2 separate regions of the Rattus norvegicus genome follow, and region 2 is linked to region 1. Evidence: chromatin contacts called from public Hi-C data. All regions are on one chromosome and are shown on one strand. Each heading gives the region's core, a stretch centred on a gene start, on an enhancer-like site or on the middle of the called end of the contact. The rest is flanking DNA. Distances are from core to core; before and after follow the strand shown.

Evidence for each region. Hi-C and Micro-C count contacts between places; a contact is called where the count stands out from the background.
Region 2: a Hi-C map of liver shows a contact between it and region 1, with 2.0 times the contacts expected there. The contact joins the enhancer-like site here to the promoter of Lrch3 in region 1. A contact is called at or near these places in 4 of 12 Hi-C or Micro-C datasets (the A7r5 cell line, the Rat2 cell line, kidney and 1 more).

What each region holds. Positions count from the first base shown.
Region 1 is chr11:81,375,300-81,378,703 of GRCr8, reverse strand. It overlaps Lrch3 (leucine rich repeats and calponin homology domain containing 3), which reads left to right and starts at 1,367. Exons shown (of 21, transcript NM_001371837.2): 1 at 1,367-1,660. The coding sequence starts at 1,411.
Region 2 is chr11:81,475,474-81,478,703 of GRCr8, reverse strand. No RefSeq gene overlaps it. Among named protein-coding and RNA genes, the nearest start is that of Muc20, 16 kb to the left of the region's middle. Within about 2 kb of position 1,328, at least 13 of the 93 cell types and tissues checked have an H3K27ac peak or open chromatin away from gene starts, as enhancers often do. A contact at or near this core is called in the A7r5 cell line and liver, where this site is marked.

The sequences.
Region 1 (3,404 bases), core at 118-2,617:
CTATTGTATGCTAGCTTTGTATTTCCAGGGGTTGGAAGGCCAAGGCCAGTCTGGGCTACAAAAGGGCTGACAGAGCAGGTCTCCGAGCAACTGTTACTAACCAAATTCATTACTGAAACATTTTTACAATTTCTTGAACTTGGAAGCTCAGGAAAATGTTGGTTGGGGCTTCCCTGGAGTTGGCCCTTGAATGATATTTGTGTCTTTTTTTTTTTTCTTTTTTTCTTTATTTCCGGAGCTGGGGATCTAACCCAGGGCCTTGTGCTTGCTAGGCAAGCGCTCTACCACTGAGCTAAATCCCCAATCCCTCATTTGTGTCTTAATGCTCTCACATGCATCAAAAATCATACTTGGATATGGGTATACTCATCTTCCATTTGGAATTTTGCCTTCTTGCCATCCTGTCCTTTCATAACTCTTCAGGTTTGATTCAAAACCTCACTCATTCTTGAGAGGGACTGCTTTGCTGTGAACTCTAGTAGATAATCCTCTCCTCCCGTTCAGCCCTTTTATTGTTGTCTTATTGTAACTGGCCTCCTTGGGTTCCAAAATAAGATTAGCTAATTCTTTAGGACAGAGACTTCATCTGACAGGCCCTCGAATTCTGTACAGCAAGCTTAAAATTGATGGTGACATTTGCACCGCATATTAGGGATGGCTGGAATTTAAAACAGATTTGGGAAAATAAGACTGCAGGACTAGGGAGGTCTTATTTAAAGTTAATGTGAGTGGTATTTTTCGTTACTTGAACGGTTTCCGGTTTTGGTCTTTCGGTTCTAAATTTAATCCCTACGTTTATATTATAGAAAGATTTCAACGTTAGACTTAAATACTCTTCGTTCCGCAACAGTCAGTGATAAAATCAGCGCAAACAGCTATAGTATTTAGACGTTAGGTTTCATGAAGAGCTCTTTCATAAAAGGAATCTAAGATATATAACAATTTCAACAAGAATTAGGGACTTGGTAGCCGAATCTGCGCAAACAGTATTTTAAACCTTCAAGAACTAATAGTATGCCTACAAATTTCAGTTCGGATTATCTGACAGTTATGGTGACAAGTTGAGAGACAATTTCGGGCTTTTCCCAGGGAGTCCCCTTTAAGTACCCAAGTTTCTGGCAGCAACGGTGCTAAGAATGCTGTGTAAAGTAATCCACCACTGAGGGTTGGAGCGCTGTTAAGGATGGTTTTTGTAGTGGCCTTTTAGGGAGCACAGAGCCTGCTGTTGCCGCTCTGCGACTTCAGCTTGGTTTCCCTGGAAAACCTGCTTGTGGGCGAGGCAGGCAGGCGCCTAGCTGCGCCCAGCGCGTCCCGGAGAGCTGTCCGGGGTCCGCGAGCCCCTTTCCCCGCCCACCCAGCGGATCGGGTGGCGCATGCGCAGAGCCGGGCCGGAGAGTTGTCGGCTGGGAAATGGCGGCCGCGGGCTTGGTGGCTGTGGTAGCGGCTGCGGAGTACTCTGGCCCAGTGGGGTCCGGGGGAAACCTCTCCGGTGCTAACTGTGGACCGAGCCCTGGGTTGGGCCCGGGTTCTTGGAGCCGCTCGGTCGACCGAGCCCTGGAAGAGGCGGCGGTCACTGGGGTGCTGAGCTTGAGCGGCCGGAAACTGAGGGAGTTTCCCCGGGGAGCGGCCAACCACGACCTGACGGACACCACCCGGGCCGGTGAGCGGGGCGCGGGCACCCCGGCTACCCGGGACCGAAGGGGTGGCGGCGAGGGGCGTGTGGCGACTGGCCCGAGGCTCCTAGGGTAACGGGAACGGCTGGCCGTACGGCGCACCCTCCCGGCCTGGCCAGACCCGGAGCCTGGGGTGCGGCGGAGCGCAGCAGCATCTCGGAAGCCGGCTAGGGGCAACTGACGGGTGATCTTTCTTGAATCGCTCGGAAATTCCGGCGTCAGTGTCCATCCCGTAGACGTTTGCTTTACCCCAGTGTGTGCAGGCCACTTTGGATTTGAGATGCCAAATTGACTTTGCTAAGAGTTGGAGCGTGGCAAGCACGTTCTTCCACCGTAGTATGGGTGACACTGGGTGCTGCATTGTCAAAGGACCCAGGTCCGCCTTACCGAAAAGTACTTGTAAAAATAGGCCATGTTTAGGTGCTCAGAACTTTGGTCTTCCATTCTTACTCCCCCCCTCCAGACCCCCGCCAAGAAAACATGAAAGGAAGAAAAATGTAGTGGGATATTGTCTACCACATCTATATTTGCTTTTCCCTTTAAAAACATTTCTGCGCCTTATATTGTTTAAGACAGGAAAGAGAATGGGAATTAAGTATTATTTGGTTTCCTTAGTTGTGGGAAACAATGTATGGTGACTGAGGTATTCAACATGCTATAATGTGTGTTCCTCTTGTGTTTTAAATATAGTTTCCGCAGGGAGTAGATTAAGAATTGAGTCCTTTTATTTTACATAAATACAAGGGGAGGGGTCCCTTCCGAAGCGGTTTGAGTATTTTGTGTTTATGTAGTGAGTGTATAGTATACATTGTTTCATCGTCATCTGCTTAATTTTAAAATGTTAGAGTTAATACTGTTTCTTAAGTAGTCAGCAAAGATTGGTAATTATTACTTATAATCACTAATGTTGAAAAAAGAAATAGAGCTGGTCTGGTAAGATGGCTCAGTGAGTAACGGGGGGCTTGCTGCTGACAGACCTGCCAGACAGCCCAAGTTTGATCCCCAGAACCTACATAATGGAAGGAAAGAACTGACTCTTGCAGCTTGTCTTCTGCCTTACACACACACACACACACACACACACACACACACACACACTGTAAAATGTGGGGAGTTTTTCTTTTTTTAAATATAATTTTTTTTTATTTGATGGTACTACAGTCAAACTTGCTCAGGTAAACATGAACAGTTACTTGAATTTTTTTATGTGTGTTGGTGCCATCATGTGAACTTGTCATTCACACCCCTCCCTGCCTTCTGCATTCTGCTCATGGAAGGGCCGACTGGCGGGGTGGTTTTCGTGTTGAGCTGAGTGATTTCAGTATCACTGCAGCCTGAAAGTAAAGAGAAAGATGATTATAGGAGTCAGGCTAGCTTATTATCTCAGCTGTTCCTAAGTAATTCTAGGAGCGAACGTTTGAGCCATCGAGAAATAAAAAGTTTTATTGATAAAACCGGACATTTATGAAGAATAGTATTTAATCTAAAGAAAAGTGTTTCTTTTTGAGCTCTGATTTTTTTATGTATATTATTACTCATACTTCAATGTTCTAGTTGCCATATTATTAAGTCAAAGGTTTTGTTGTTGTTGTTTGACACTTTATCCGGTTAAAGTATACTAAAAAAAGGAGAGATTAAAAAGATCACAAAGTAGTTTTTAATCTGTTAGACCAAGTTCATTTTTAATTTTGGCAGCTCTTAGTAATTAGAACAAAAATAGTTTTGAACAGG
Region 2 (3,230 bases), core at 79-2,578, 100 kb before region 1:
CTCAGCCTCCGGAAGCCTGGGATTACAAACTGCGCCACTGGGTGGGATCTTCTTCCACAGACCATTTGGCTTTTTAGCACAACCCACAGAGGCTTCTGCATCCCCGGTACCTGCAACTTAGCGACAGGGCAGAAGAATACTGAAGTGGCCTGGCACAGAAGAGCTCCGGTGACAGAGTGAGGAGGGCGTCTCTTCTGGGTGCCACCTTTTCTCTGTGACGTGAGGAAATGAAAGAGTTCGTGGCGTAGGAAAGGTTTGGGTTGTCTCGGTTAATGGGAAAGTTGGGGGGACCGGAGAGACGGCTCTGCATTTAAGATTGCATTGGCTCCTGTTTGGTTCCCAGCATCCACACTGGTGCTCAAAACTACTTGTAACTGTAGCTTTAAAAGACATCCCTCTGTCGGCATGCACATGGGCATATCGCTTCCCACCCCTTACACACAGTGCACACGGACACATGCCTTAAAGTGATAGAAAGAAATCTTTAAAAAAAAAAAAAAAAGAGCGGAAAAGTGAGCCTTCTACAGACAGAATTGCTGTAACCTGAAATCCAGGTGAGAGGCCATGACTTAACAATAGTCTAATCCACGTCTGCGTGCATCCTTCCCCAGCAGTGAAATTGGAAGGTCCCGATAGATATGATCAGGGGTAGTGTAGAAATGGGTTCGTGGGAAGGAATGGCAGGAAGTGATTGAGCGGTGTGCAAGGAGCTGGACTTCAGGGTCAAAGGGGCAGAGGTGGAAGATCTTTAAAGAGTAGCCACTCCCACCTCCTTGAACGCGGGGCGCCCCCTGGCGGCGGCGGGTGAAGAAGACCAGCGCATGCGTGGAAAACACAGCGCTCCCTGATCGCACTGAGTTCAGAGAGACAGAGAAACAGCTTTATTAACGAGCCCGGACCCCCACATGGTGGAAGCAGAGAACGACCTCCTGCAAGTTGTCCTTTGAACTTCACATATGCACCGTGGCAGAGCCTTCCCCTACCCCCATGAAAAAGATAATTTAAAAACGTAAAACCAAGCTGGCGGTTGGGCGTGGCAGGCTTTCTTTCTCACTTTCTTTTTTAACGACCAGCTGACCCTTTGCAAAAAGGGACATGTTATACGGCTTTTCAAAGAGTCATGTGGATGCCTCCGATTTCATTGCCTCGGAAAGTGCAGGTTCTGGAGTGTGGGCTCTTTATAGCTGAAGAAAAGGCAAAGATCAAAGTTTCTGCGTCACTTAAAAGTGACTTACATGGTTAGAGTTTGGGGCAAGCACTGTGGCCTCGCATAACTGTGACCTTCTGGTAACGTGAGTAGCGGGAGTGCCTAGGACGCCCGTGCATTCCTGGATAACTTTAGGGTGAGCTTGGTCTATAAAAAGGAGGCTCCGCTGGGCAGCTAAGCCTTGAGTGACATAGCAGGCAGGAGGGGTTTGGGGAGAAAGGATAGGGTTGAGTCACGGGGGAGGGGAAAGGCATGTTTGCGCTTTCAGTCCAGCAGCAGGTGAGGAATTTGACCCCAGCGCTCAACCCTACATAGCAGCCATCCCTCAGAAATATAGGAGGAAGTAACTCTGGTTCAATGCTCTCTCGCTCTCTCTCTCTCTCTCTCTCTCTCTCTCTCTCTCTCTCTCTCTCTCTCTCTCGTCTCTGTCCTGGAACTCTCTATGTAGACCAGAAACCAGGCTAACCTACCTTGGACTACTTCTGTTACGGAAAAGGCAACACATTATCCTTACTAGAATAGATGTCTGTTATGATTACGGATTTTCCTTTCCTGCATGTAACGCTTCTATACGAACTACCGTCCATGGACTTACAGGATGCCTCGGCCACTCCTATGTTATTCCACACAGCATTGCTTCTGACCCAAGAACTCACTTCACAGCCAAAGAGGAGCAACAGTGGACCCATGCTCATGGAACTCACTGCTCTTGCCACGTACCCCACCATCTTGAAGCAGCTGGCCCAATAAAGCAATGGAACGGTCTTTTAAAAACAGTTCCAGAGCCAACTAGGCAGCAGTAGCCTGCAGGGCTGGGGCAGGGTTCTCCAGAAGGCAGTAGTACATGATCTGAATCAGCATCGGAGTAAGTGGTACTGTTTCTCCCATAGGATTCACAGGTCCAGGACTCAGGAGTCCGAGATGGGAATAGTTTCAGTCACTCTCGCCCCTAGTGACTCACTAGCATAAAGTCGCTTCCCGTTTTCACAACCTGGAAGCTTAGGTTCCAAAAGAAAATGTGCTTCTTCCAGGAGGCAAAGCAAAGATTCCACTAAATTGGAAGGTTAAGGCTTCCTCCTAGGGCTGGAGAGATGGCTCAGTGGTTAAGAGTGCCCTCTGCCCTTCCAAAGATTTTGAATTCACTTCCCAGTTACCACATGATGGCTCACGACCATTTATAATGGGATCTGATGCCCTCTTCTGCCGTGCTACTAGGACACTAATATACACCAATAAGTAAATAATACTTAAAAAAAAAAAAAAGACTTCCTCCTTACCACTGTGAGCTCCTGATGCTTGAGTTAGGCTACTAAGAGTTACAGCTTAGGCTGACAAACAAGTTACAGGTTAGTAGGGGTGATGGATCCAGACCACTAAGAGAAACTAGGCTGCTTTTCCACAACAGGGGTAAGGGAAAGTACCTTTGGAATTCAGGAAATCCTTTAGACATCCCATGGTATCACGTGTCTTGTTATTAAGATCAACGGAAACTGTTAACAATCCAACCCAGTTAGGATGATAAATGGCCCAGGCCCTTTACAAGTGAAGGTACGGGTCACCCCTCCAGAGGAAGAACCAAGACCCTCTGAGGTGCTTGCTGAGGGTGGAGGAAAGACAGAGGGAGAGTAGGGAAAGGTAGCTGTAAATGCCAGCTAAGGCCAAGTGACCATTTGTATTTGTTAGGGTTCTCTAGAGTCACGAATTTATGGAATATCTCGGCATATTAAGGGGAATTACTGTGATGACTTACAGTCTGTAGTCCAACTAACCCAACAGTGGGCAGCTGCGAATGGGAAGTCCAAGACTCTAGTAGTTACTCAGTCCCACAAAGCTAGGTGTTGTAGGGTTATGGTGGGTTCCCGCCGCCGAGTGGGTGTTAGGCTGTAGGGAAGCTGTGGGACATCGCTCTGGGGGTAGAGAAGCACAGTCTGAGGCCCAGGACAGTCAGAGCTGGCTTTGGGGGGAGTCTCCTGGCCCACAAGGAGGTTGGGGCCATGTGGTTCTTAGGCTCTCAGACACCCAG